Linked DNA regions of Gossypium hirsutum: region 2 is linked to region 1. Evidence: chromatin contacts called from public Hi-C data. All regions are on one chromosome and are shown on one strand. The core of a region is the stretch at or near the end of the contact, and the rest is flanking DNA. Distances in the headings are between cores, read along the strand shown.

Region 1 (5,839 bases), core at 1,066-3,565:
CAAAACTTCAGCTTCTACACCACCTGTATAACTTAATTTTAATCCAAGTACATACCTCATTGTTTGTAGAAGTACCTCTCATTCGGTACCATGACATGCAATAATCCATCCTTACATTTACTTGTTATACCAACATAGAAATCAGAACTAAACCCCCCATCCCCCAAAAAACCAAAGTTCCAAATTCTAAGAACATTCGACTGGCGCATAATATTTGGATAACAAATTATTATTAACCCCTCACGTATAATACCCAATACACATTAGGCGGTAGGATTAATAAAAAGATTGGAGGTAATGTCCCATCGGACTAAAGACACATGTTCCAGACAGCTTCGCAGTCATGCACTCTTATGCAAACGGCAGTCTAAGGACAACCGGAGGATTTTGTATACAAAATAAACATGCATGTATCCATTAAGAGGCATCCTTTTTTTCTTTTCTATAATCTTATTGCTACTTGGTAAAAATCTCTTTAACCTACACTATCCTCATTTGTTTTGCAACAAGGAGCATCATCTCCAGCACCCTCACCGCTCATCTCTCATTTTGCAAGCCCCTCATCTTCAATCCAACAACTGTCAAGTCGATCTCTTTCATATAAGATGTTAATAACGCTAAACCCACATGTGGTAAACTTAAACTTAAATCTCAAAATTTCCAGGACTTTATTCTTACCACCAAACCAAGATCTCATCAACATTAAGATCAAAATCTTAAGTATACGATATATTGTATCTAATTATTACGGGCACTGTGATAGGCCTTTTAAAGTCCATTTATCACTTTCATATATTTAGGTAGTTAAAAAACGTAATCTAAAAAGTACGTGAGCTTGTCTGAGATGCGATGAAATCCGAAAGAACACTAAATTGTGAAATTTAGTACTTCAAATAATTTGGGTGCACCTAAATAGATAAATTCTTAGACCACATAAGGCTAACTTAACAAAATTTCTTTCTAAATAGATTAGGGACTAAAGTTGGATCTTTCCTGCTAAAATTGAAAGAAAAACAATGGTCTACAAATGAGTTTGGCAAGTGTTAATTGATTTTAGCTGCTCAAAGCAAGATTCTTGGAACTTCTGTTGCAGATATGTCCAACTAATGGAAGCCAAGTGATAAATGGGTAGTATTTTATATACTGAAAAAACCAAATAATAAGGATATCCTATATAATGGAACAAAAAGAGTATTTAAGGAAGATACAGGACCATTAATGAAAATTTAATTGATTGTAGGCAAAGGAGCAACACCAAGAATTTTAAAAGTTGTCAGGACTGGAAGGGAGGACATGAATATCAAGATACCAAGACAGCTACTGAAGAGCAACACCTCCAATGGAACGTCACCATCCAAAACAAAACCAATACCTATTAAGGTATTTAAACTTGAAATAGTGTAAAGCTTAAATAACTACCCTCTAACCCTTTTTCAACCATGAATGATCAAAGAAAATAAATATCTAAATGCTTTATTTAATCCTAAACTTAGCACTTAGATCAATAGAATAAACAACAAAGCTTAATTTAATCCCAAACTAGTTCTAACGCTAGAATATAATATGACTAGATCCGGATAAAGAGATGAGGACAATGAAACCAAGAAAAAGACGATCTTTTGCCCAATTAAGAGAGACAAGTCTTAAAAAGAGTGAAGAGAGGAAAGCACAAAACAAAAGGCAGCACAAAGACCTTGGTTCCTCTTAGGAAACAAGAATCTCAGTAGATTGGATCACAAGAAAACGTTCTACCCTTGGAAGCAGAAGAGAAAAAATACTTTCGTTTTTTGAAGTAATCCAATTTTTCATATAGTACGAAATTTCAATAAACAACAAGAATCAAGCAAAGAATACATCTCTAGCCATATGCTATACCAAAGAAACAAACATATAAAATGATTAAGAAAAACTACAAACAAACAAAAAAAAAAGTTTTAAACGAAGTATCAAAAGAACTGCTCTCTCATCCCTTGTTTCCATCGCGACAATGATTATCGTGATTACAAGGCCTGTCGTACCTATTTGCAGCAGGCTTTTGGGGAAGACATGACTTCAGGTCGCCACCACAAGAAGGGGAGGACCCACGAATTCGACCATAGTCGATGTATTTACCTGGTACGTCTCTAGCCCAGACAGACGCCAACAGCATCAAGACAACGACGCAAAAAGCCCTAATTAGAGTGATATTGGCCATTTTCCGGCGCCATTTAATGGAATTATAGAATGTTAGGGTTTAGCGGCAGAGAGGTTTCCACTCTATGTTAGGTTATTATTTAGTATGGGTTTTCAATAAATTTTAAATTCCTGTTTAAGTTTTAATTTGATTGATATTGGAGTTAGATTTGAGTTTAAATACCTGTTAATTAGTTTGGTTTAAAAGGATTTAAAATGAATCATTAAATTAATCAATTATCTAATTTGATCTTAATGTATATATATAAACTATTAATATATTATATATGATATGATATAGTACTATATAATATATTTAGAGGGCTAATTTTTAAATATACAAAAAATATAAGGATTTAGACAATATTCGAACTAATATAATAATAAATTATAAAATATAATAATTAATATATTATGTACTACTATTATAGTATGTTATATAGTATTACATAATGTAATAATATATTTTAAATCTATTAATATCTCTATATATATAGAACTATTAATTAGTACAAAATCAAAACTGAATTTACTAAACAATTTGCTTGAATTGACATGACTTGGTTAGTTGAGTTAGTTTTAATTACCAACTATAATAGATGATATATTATTATAGAATATAATAATATATGTAACTATTACTAAACTTTATATATATAACTATTATTATATTATAGATTATAATAAAAAATATAGTATTACATAATATTATATAGTTCAATCATTAATGCATATATATAAACTATTAATATATAATATATTATTTCTATCGAAAAAGATATTATATGATAAAATATAATATTATATAATATAATAGAAGGGTTAACTTTCAAATGTACAAAGAGTATAGGGATTTAAAGCATATTCAATCAATATAATAGTAAACAATAATATATAATGATAATTAATATATTATGTATTATTGTTACAGTAAGTAATATAGTGTTACTGTAAATATTTGTCTTTTAAAGGTGTCGTAAAATTCGTTTTGAATCGAATTAATTAAGTTGAGTTAGTAGACAAACTAAAATCGAATGATTTTGTATTGAGTATAGAAGCTTAGAGTTGAATTATTAAATGATACTAAGTTAAAATGATTATTAAAAATAGTACAGGGGTTGAATTGCAAAAATGTAATCATTATTGAGTTTAATTCAGAAAATGGAGAAAAACTTAATTAGAAATTAAGTAAGAGATTATGGAATAATTAAACCACATTAATGTTGAGATAGTGGGATGATATGATTAAACTCATTCACTGTTATTAATATGATTTATATATCTAGTTAAATTAAGAAAGAATATGATAGAAATGTGTTGGACGATAATGAATTAAGCTTGAATTAAGTGTGAATTGTTTGATAAATTATGTTTTTATTAAGGATCTAATTACAAAATATAAAATTTTTAGGGTTGGTTAATGAATAATAATAAGAGGCAGGGATAAATCCAGGGGGCGTAGAGGACGGTCGTCCCCCTTAGAATTTTTCATGTTTTTAATTTTATATATAAATTATCATTTATTTTAGATTTGGTATCCACATTGTATAACATTCGCTCTCTTGGCTAAGTTGTATTTCATATAATTCGCCCCCTTAAACCATAAGGTTATACTTTATATTAACAAAGTATTTTTCAATTTTTAATTATATAACTTTAATAATAATAATATATTAATTGGAGCATTTTCAACTTGATGTTCATCAAAGCACGGAGTTGTAGAAAGCTTCTACAGTTGTCAGGTTGTTGGAACGACAGAAATGTGCAAGTGTACACAATCGCAACAAGTAAATGTCGAGTTATCGTACCCACAGCGACTATGAAAAGAAATATTTATAAATGCAATTTTAAAAACACTTTAGTGAAGAAAAATATTTTGATTTGAAGAAGTAATTTAAAACTAGGATTTAACAATGTAAAATAAATAATAAAAGTTCCCATGCACGATTTCAAAAGATGATTTTAATCAAGATGATATAATTGTATTAGATTAATTGTATTTCTTAACTTAGAATTATTAAACTCATGTTCATGTTGTTACGAATAAATTCACGGCAACTCGATAATTTGCTAACTTATGAACATACTTACCTACCAAAATCCATTTATCTCTTAACTATATCTCTGTGTCAATTCAACCGATTAAACAAGTTCTAATAAGCAAATGTGTTAATGCGCATACATACTTATGAAATTAAAATAATCTCTTGTACATATTTCTATGCCAATTCAAACAATTAATTAAATCTTATAAGCACATAAAAGATTACGTGAGGTAACAATGTATTTCCACCTTGAAACAGTTTAATCACAATAATCTTGCAAGTTATGCAAGGCTAGTGTATCACTAGATACCGTTGCTAATTTAACTCTCATCTAATTTAGATGATTAAACATGCACTGATTAAGTATCGTGTCAATTAATTACAATTTCAATCCGTTTAAATAATTAATTCATTAGTTACCTTATTGTAATGCAAGAATAACTTAGTTATGGTTTTACTTAATCAAACATCTTACTAAGGCCTATAACAACACAAACACAATTTTAATAAATTAAGTAGACAAAATGCAATCAACCTAACACGAATTAAATTTAAGTCATATTAATTAAATTAAACATATCAACATCACAAATATTCTTAGACATGTTCATCATAACAACATCAAAATTAAAAGGATAGAGAATAATAATCAAATCCAATGTTTTCTCTATGGCTTGACTAGTTTGCTTCACTCCTCCTCCGCTTGTTCTTGTCAAACTGAGGCTTCTACGAACACTTGAATGCTGCTCCAAATGGTGGTTGATTGACTCTTTTTCAAAAGGTGAAATCGGCAAGGGAACATGGGAAGAAAATGAAGAACAATGGAAGGGAATGAAGAGAGAACAATGAGAGAAAAGTAAAGAGATGAGAAGAATTGAGATGTGTTTGAAGTGAACAGCCAAAGGGGTATTTATAGGTTGAGAAGGCTGCTAAAAATAGCTAAAATCAGCAGCCAAAGACTCCCCCGTGGCCGACCACACATGTGGCATGTTTGAAGATTTCAAACATGCTATTTTAGGTAGGGGCAAATCTTGAAAGGCATGAATAGTGGAGGGGTTTGAATGCAAATTGAAGGAGTCATCAAGGGCCATTTTGTAAGCAAAATAATCAAACAAACAAGCTGATTGGGTCAGCATGTGGGACGATTTTGGGCTGCTCAGTGCTCGGTTGGATCAGTTTTCTCGGTTCAGCTCAACTGGGCCCCATTTTTTCATAATTATTTAATGATAATTTATTTAACCCAAATTAAATTGGATTAAAATTAAAATTAATTATATTATGAATCAATACACATAATTTGGACCTTCTTAGGATGAAAAATTAATTCACCTTGATGCTTCAAAATTGCTTTTTGGTTTTGCACTTCTAACAGTGTCTATCGAGCCATTTTTCACCTTTTGTGCAAATATGTTGAAAATAATCAAAATTAATCAAAATTTGATATAAAATTAATTAAAATTCAACATGTTCATAATTTGAGTGAAATTTAATTATTTTATAATTATTATATATTTTTTAACAAGAATTTTATCGAAACTACATGAATTTGAGTTAAAAAGGGCATGAAAAAGTGTGTATATTTTCGTATTTTCAATTGTGTCAAATGTTAGTTAAGACAAATA
Region 2 (6,517 bases), core at 2,533-5,032, 130 kb after region 1:
ACATGTAAGACCGAGGAATTGGCCAAAGAGAAGAGAAAAGCTGACATCGAGTCCCAAGACTCAAGGAAAAGACAGATGGGGAAATTATAGTAGACCTCATCTAAGAGATCGAGAGAGTTTCCTACTCGATCAAACACGTTAGTTGGATTCTCGAGCAAGAGCAAGAACAAACAACACACGACGTCTAAAGCTCAAACCACTTCTATCGCTAGCGTTGGTAGTACTCGGCCAAATAGGGCAGAGTGTTCACAATGTGGTAGGCGTTATTTCAGTGAGTGTCGAAGAAATGAGAGGGGTTGCTTCAAATGTGGATCACTAGACCACTTTATCCGGAACTGTCCGGAATTAAATGACAAAGAGAAAAAACAAGATATGAAGGCAAATAGTACTCCTTTGGAGGGTAGACCACAGAAGAACCCAGGTAGTGGGGCTAGCAGTAGAGGTGCTCCTAGAGATTCAGCTGTGAGGTCCGAGGGCTGAGCGCATGCAAGAACTTATGCCATTCACGCTCGCGAAGAGACATCTTCACCAAATGTGATTACGAGTACTTTTTCTCTTCACGATATTTTTTTTGTTGCTTTAATTGATCCGGGGTCTACCCATTCTTATGTTTGCATTAAATTAGTACCCAGTATGAATATGCCAATTGAGTCTACAAAATTTTTAGTAAAGGTGTCAAACCTATTAAGTAAGCATGTGTTAGTTGAAAAAATATGTAGAAACTGTCCTATGATGGTTAGAGGTCATTATTTTTCGGCTAACCTCATGTTGCTACCATTTGATGAATTTGACTTAAATCTCGGTATGGATTGGTTGACTTCTCATGGTGCCGTAGTGGATTGTGGAAGAAAAGTTATTGAGTTAAAATGTAAAGATAGGAATGTTCATCGGGTTGAACCAGATGAGTCGGATAACTCGCCTGTAGTGATATCGTCTATGATTGCGTAGAGATATTTGAGAAAAGGGTACAGAGCTTATCTCACTTTTGTATTGAACACTCAAGCGTCTGAATTGAAGATCGAATCAGTGCCAGTGGTATGTGAGTTTACAGATGTGTTACCAGAGGAATTACCCGGACTGCCTACAGTGAGAGAAGTTGAATTTGGAATTGAGTTAGTCCTTGAAATGACACCCATCTCGATTGCTCCTTATAGGATGGCTCTTACGGAGTTAAAGGAGTTGAAGGTTCAACTACAAGAGTTAACTAACAAGGGATTTGCGAGACCAAGTTTTTCTCCGTGGGGTGCCCAAGTGCTATTTGTGAAGAAAAAAGATGGATTGATAAGATTGTGCATAGACTACCGACAGCTCAACAAAGTGATTGTGAAGAACAAGTATCCCTTGCCAAGGATCGATGATTTGTTCGATCAGTTGAAGAGAGCCACCGTGTTTTCGAAGATAAATTTTAGGTCAGGCTACTACCAGTTAAGGTTTAAAGAGCAAGACGTACTGAAGACTACTTTTCGGATGAGGTACGACCATTATGAGTTCCTCGTCATGCCCTTTGGTTTAACAAATGCCCCTGCAGTATTTATGGATTTAATGAAATGCATTTTACAACCCTATTTGGAAAAGTTCGTTGTCATTTTTATCGATGACATATTAATTTATTTGCATGATGAAACAAGCACGCGGAGCATTTGAGAACGGTTCTACAAACCTTGAGAGATAAGAAGTTACACGCCAAGTTCACTAAGAGCAAATTTTGGCTAGGAGAGGTCAAATTCTTGGGACACATTGTGTCAGATGACGAGATTAGAGTTGGCTCGAGTAAGATATCGGCTATCGTTGAGTGGAAATCACCGAGGAATGTGACAGAGGTTCGAAGCTTTCTGGGTCTAGCTAGATATTACAGAAGATTTGTGAATGGATTCTCTATGATAGCCACTCCGATGATAAGGTTGTTACAAAAGGATGTCAAGTTTGAATGGTCAGAGAAGTGCCAACAGAGTTTTGAGAAATTAAAGGCTTTGTTGACCGAAGCTCAACTTTTAGTGTAATTGGAATCAGGCAAAGAATCTGTGGTGTATAGCGACGGCTCCTTGAGTGGATTAGGATGCGTGCTTATGCAAGAAGGCAAGGTAATAGCCTATGCCTCGAGACAGTTAAAGGCACACGAAAAGAATTACTCGACCCACGATTTAGAGCTAGCAACCATCGTGTTCGCATTAAAAATTTAGAGACACCATTTGTATGGAGAGAGATGCTGAGTGTTCACTGACCACAAAAGCCTCAAGTGTTTGATGACTCAGAAAGAGTTGAATCTACGGCAACAAAGGTGGCTAGAGCTTATAAAGGATTATGAGTTGGTGATTGACTATCACCCCGGAAAGGCTAATGTAGTAGCCGATGCATTGAGTAGGAAATCATTGTCCGGCTTGAAGGCTATGAATACTCAGTTGGCTGTGATTGATAATAGCTCAGTTCTAGCCGATATGAGATCTAGACCTACGTTCCTTCAAGAGATTTGTGAGGCTCAAAAATGCGATAGGGACCTGCAAGCTAAAATAGCTCAGTATGAGACGAGAAATGAATTAAAGTTTAGTATTGGTACCAACGATTGTATGATGTACCGAGACAGAGTTTTTGTACCCAAGGATAATGAGCTTATTCAGAGGTTTTTGTGAGAGGCACATAGTGGTTGCTTGTCTATCCATCCAGGTAGTGTAAAAATGTATAACGACTTGAAGAAAATGTATTGGTGGTCGAGGATGAAAAGAGACATTTCTGAGTTTGTTTCTAAGTGTCTAGTTTGTCAACAAGTGAAGGCAGAACACCAAGTACCCTCAGGTTTACTTCAACCTGTGATGGTTCCCGAGTGGAAGTAGGACCGAGTAACTATGGATTTTGTGTCAGGGTTGCCTTTGACACTAAGGAAAAAGGATTCAGTTTGAGTAGTTGTTGATAGACTTACTAAGTCGACACATTTTATACCAGTGCGTACTGACTATTCCCTTGAGAAATTGGTCGATCTATATGTTTCTAAGATCGTGAGACTTTATAGAGTGCCCTTGTCGATTATTTTAGATAAAGATTCGAGGTTTACCTTGCGATTTTGGAAAAAGTTACAAGAGGCATTGGGAACAAAACTAAATTTTAGCACGGCTTTTCATCCGCAAACCAACTATCAGTCAGAAAAAGTCAGATCTTAGAAGACATGTTGCGGTGTTATGTTCTCGAGTTCCAAGGCAGTTGGGAAAAGTATTTACTGCTAGTCAAATTTTCCTACAACAATAGTTGTCAATTAAGTTTGAAAATGGTGCCTTATGAGGCTTTCTATGGACGCAAGTTTTGAACACCCTTGTATTGAATTGAGCTGAGAGAGAATCAGACACACGGGGTTGATTTAGTTAAAGATACCGAAGAGAAAGTTAAAGTAATTCACGACTGTTTGAAAGCCACTTCGGATAGAAAAAAATCCAACGCGGATTTGGGACAGAAAGAGATCGAGTTTCAAGTCAGGGATAAGGTGTTTTTAAAGGTATCCCCGTAGAGAAAAGTCATCAGATTTGGGAGAAAGGGTAAGCTGAGTCCTCGTTTTATAGGACCTTATGGGATTACTGAGAGAGGGGGTACTGTCTTCCAAACAAATTCAAAGAAGAGATCGAAGTAGGAAAAAGGATAAAAACAGTGTTGTGTTTGGGAGTGAAGATAAAGTGGTGAATCTTTCTTTGTCTGATTCAGATTTGAGCAATAAGAGAAAGGTTATCATTAGATAGGCGAGGCAAACCTGGGAAGTAGGGAAGAAATTGGGGCTCAAGGTGCAAAGACATGAAGGAGATGTTATTGAGGAGATTATGAGACTTGAGGCGCAGCAGTAAAGGAGATCTGGGTTAGAGGTTGAAATTTGTGTTGTTCTGAAGAATAGTGCGGTTGAATTTATATTGGTTTTATGAAAATTGTATCGTGGAATATTAAGGGTTTGGGTACTAATGGAAAAGTTGAGGCAATTAACAGATTAGTCAAAATGCAGGGAGCGGATGTGTGTTTTTTACAAGAAACTAAGCTTGTAGACGTGTCAGGGGTTTTTGCTAGGAGAATTTAGGGAGATGATAATTTTGATTTTCGTTTTGTTGCTGCAGTGGGTCGTTTGGGAGGTCTTATTACAATATGGGATAAATCGAGTTTCATAATGAAAAAGGAATATCGCTCTAATCGATTTATTGTGTTAGAAGGGATTTGGTGTGTAGAGGGATGGGAAGGGGTTTTGATTAATGTGTACGCTCCTAATCTGTTGAGTGAGCAGAAAATTTTTTGGGAGGAAATATTAGAGGTCAGAGAGAGGTCCATAAAATTTTGGGTTCTGGGGGGAGATTTTAATGCAATTAGGAACAAAAGTGAAAGAAGCAATTGTGTGGGTTTATTAAGAGGGTCGAAAGATTTTTTGAACTTTATTAAGAAATGTAATTTGGTGGATTTGCCTCTGTTGGGGAGAAAATTCACTTGGCATGATCCGGATAATAAGAAGAGTCAACTGGATAGATTTTTGGTGGACGAAGTTTGGTTAGAAAAGATTGAAGATTTTCAGCAGCAGGGTTTAAATCTTTCTGTTTCGGATCACATCCCAATTTTATTATCGCATGGCTCTACCGATTGGGGTCCAAGACCGTTTAAGTTTTTTAATGCGTGGGTTAAAAATAAGGAATATATGAGTATTATCAGAAATGAATGGGGTTCGATGGGTTATTTGAATGGTAAGGTGTCTGAAAAATTGAAGAAACCCAAAGGTGTCCTTAGAAAATGGAATAGAGAAGAAAGATATACCTTGGATAGAAGATTTAATGAAATCGAAGCTAGAATTAGATGCCTAGATGAGTGTAGCGATGTTAGAGATCTTTTTGAGTTGGAATTGGAGGAGCTGAAGATTTTGTATCTTGAATTGGGAGTGTTTAGTAGATTCAAGGAGTCCATTTGGAGGCAAAAATCGAGAATGACATGGCTGATGGTGGGAGATTCAAACACAACTTTTTTCCAAAGAGCAGTTAAGTTTAAAGCTAAAAGAAAGACTATCTATGGTATGAAAATTGGAAATGAGTGGCTTAGTGATCCAAAGGCTTTAAAGGTGAAAATGTTTAACTTTTTTAGAAATCATTTCAGCTGTCACTCGAGGAAGTGGAGTTGGATTTGGAGTTAAATTTTAAAAGGCTGAGGGATATTGACATCGCGAGTTTGGAGAAACCCTTCTCAATGAAGGAGATTAAAGAGGTGGTGTGGAGCTGCGATGAAAACAAAGCACCGGGCCCGGACGGATTCAACTTATGTTTTTTTTTAAAATGTTGGGAGGTTGTTAAGGAGGATTTATTTGAGATGATGGTTAAGTTTTTTAACTCCGGTAAATTGGAAAAGAGTATTAATTCGTCTTTTATTGCGTTGATACCTAAAAATGATAATCCGCAGGATATTTCAGAATTTAGACCGATTTGTTTGGTGAGTTCACTGTATAAAATTGTCGCTAAGGTATTAGCTAGAAGAGTACGTGTTGTCATTGTGGAGGTGGTCAGTGACTCGTAGTGTACCTTTATTCGGGGTAGGAAAATTTTTTATGGCATTTTGATTGCTAATGAGTTGATTCACTCAATTAGGTGTAAGGGTGGTGCGGGGGAATAGTTGTTGTTTAAGCTGGATTTTGCTAAAGCTTATGATTGTGTGAGGTGGGATTTTCTGGAACTAATCTTGTTGAAGATGGGTTTCGGCGAGCGTTGGATGGGCTGATGGTGGAGTGTGTGTCTTCGGCGAGGGCTGCGGTGCTAGTTAATGGAGCAGTTACTAATAAGTTCAGATTGCATAGAGGTCTTCGACAAAGGGATCCTTTGTCCCATTTTTTATTTATTCTGGTTATGGAAGTTTTGCACTTGTTGTTCGAGAAGGCGGAGGAATTGGGGATGATTGAGGGGATTAAGGACATTCTTCCTAGTCAATCGATTTCCCATCTTCAGTTTGCAGATGATACTATTTTATTTCTCAGGGCGGAGGAGGCAGTGGTTCGAAATTCAACGTATATTCTTCAATGTTTTGAGTTATTTTCTGGTTTAAGCATTAATTTTGGGAAATCTTGTTTGGTTGGTTTTGGTGTGGATGAGGAATTTTTTAGTAGAATGGCTGCCATTTATAAATGTAAGATTGGAGTTTTTCCATTCAATTATCTGGGCATTCCTTTAGGCGCGGATCCTAGAAAAATCTCATCTTGGAACGATATTGTGGATAGGGTGGAGAGAAAGTTATCGAGATAGAAGAGTAGGTCGCTTTCTTGGGCTGGTAGAGTGGTGCTCATTAATTCTGTGCTTTTGTCTTTGCCTATTTATTTTATGTCGTTATTTCAGGCACCGGTCGCAGTGATTAATAAGATTGATAAAATTAGACGAAATTTTTTGTGGGGTAGTGCTGGGGGTCGGCGGAAGTTGGCAAAGGTTAAGTGGAAACAGATTTGTATGCCTAAGGTTAAGGGGGGTGTAGGTGTGATGGATTTAAGGGTTAAGAACAAGTCTCTTATGGCCAAATGGATCTGGAGATTCGCGAT

What was found. A called contact is a pair of places that touch in the nucleus more often than the background predicts.
Region 2: a contact with region 1 is called in a Hi-C map of fibers, with 3 times the contacts expected there. The contact joins the enhancer-like site here to the promoter of LOC121209899 in region 1. A contact is called at or near these places in 12 of 34 Hi-C or Micro-C datasets (anther, fibers, hypocotyl and 2 more).

Annotation. Positions count from the first base shown.
Region 1 is chrA11:30,596,619-30,602,457 of Gossypium_hirsutum_v2.1, forward strand. LOC121209899 reads right to left here and starts at 2,316. Exons shown (of 2, transcript XR_005905068.1): 1 at 2,019-2,316; 2 at 1-23.
Region 2 is chrA11:30,729,904-30,736,420 of Gossypium_hirsutum_v2.1, forward strand. No RefSeq gene overlaps it. Among protein-coding and RNA genes, the nearest start is that of LOC107960031, 37 kb to the right of the region's middle. Within about 2 kb of position 3,783, at least 5 of the 9 cell types and tissues checked have an H3K27ac peak or open chromatin away from gene starts, as enhancers often do. A contact at or near this core is called in fibers, where this site is marked.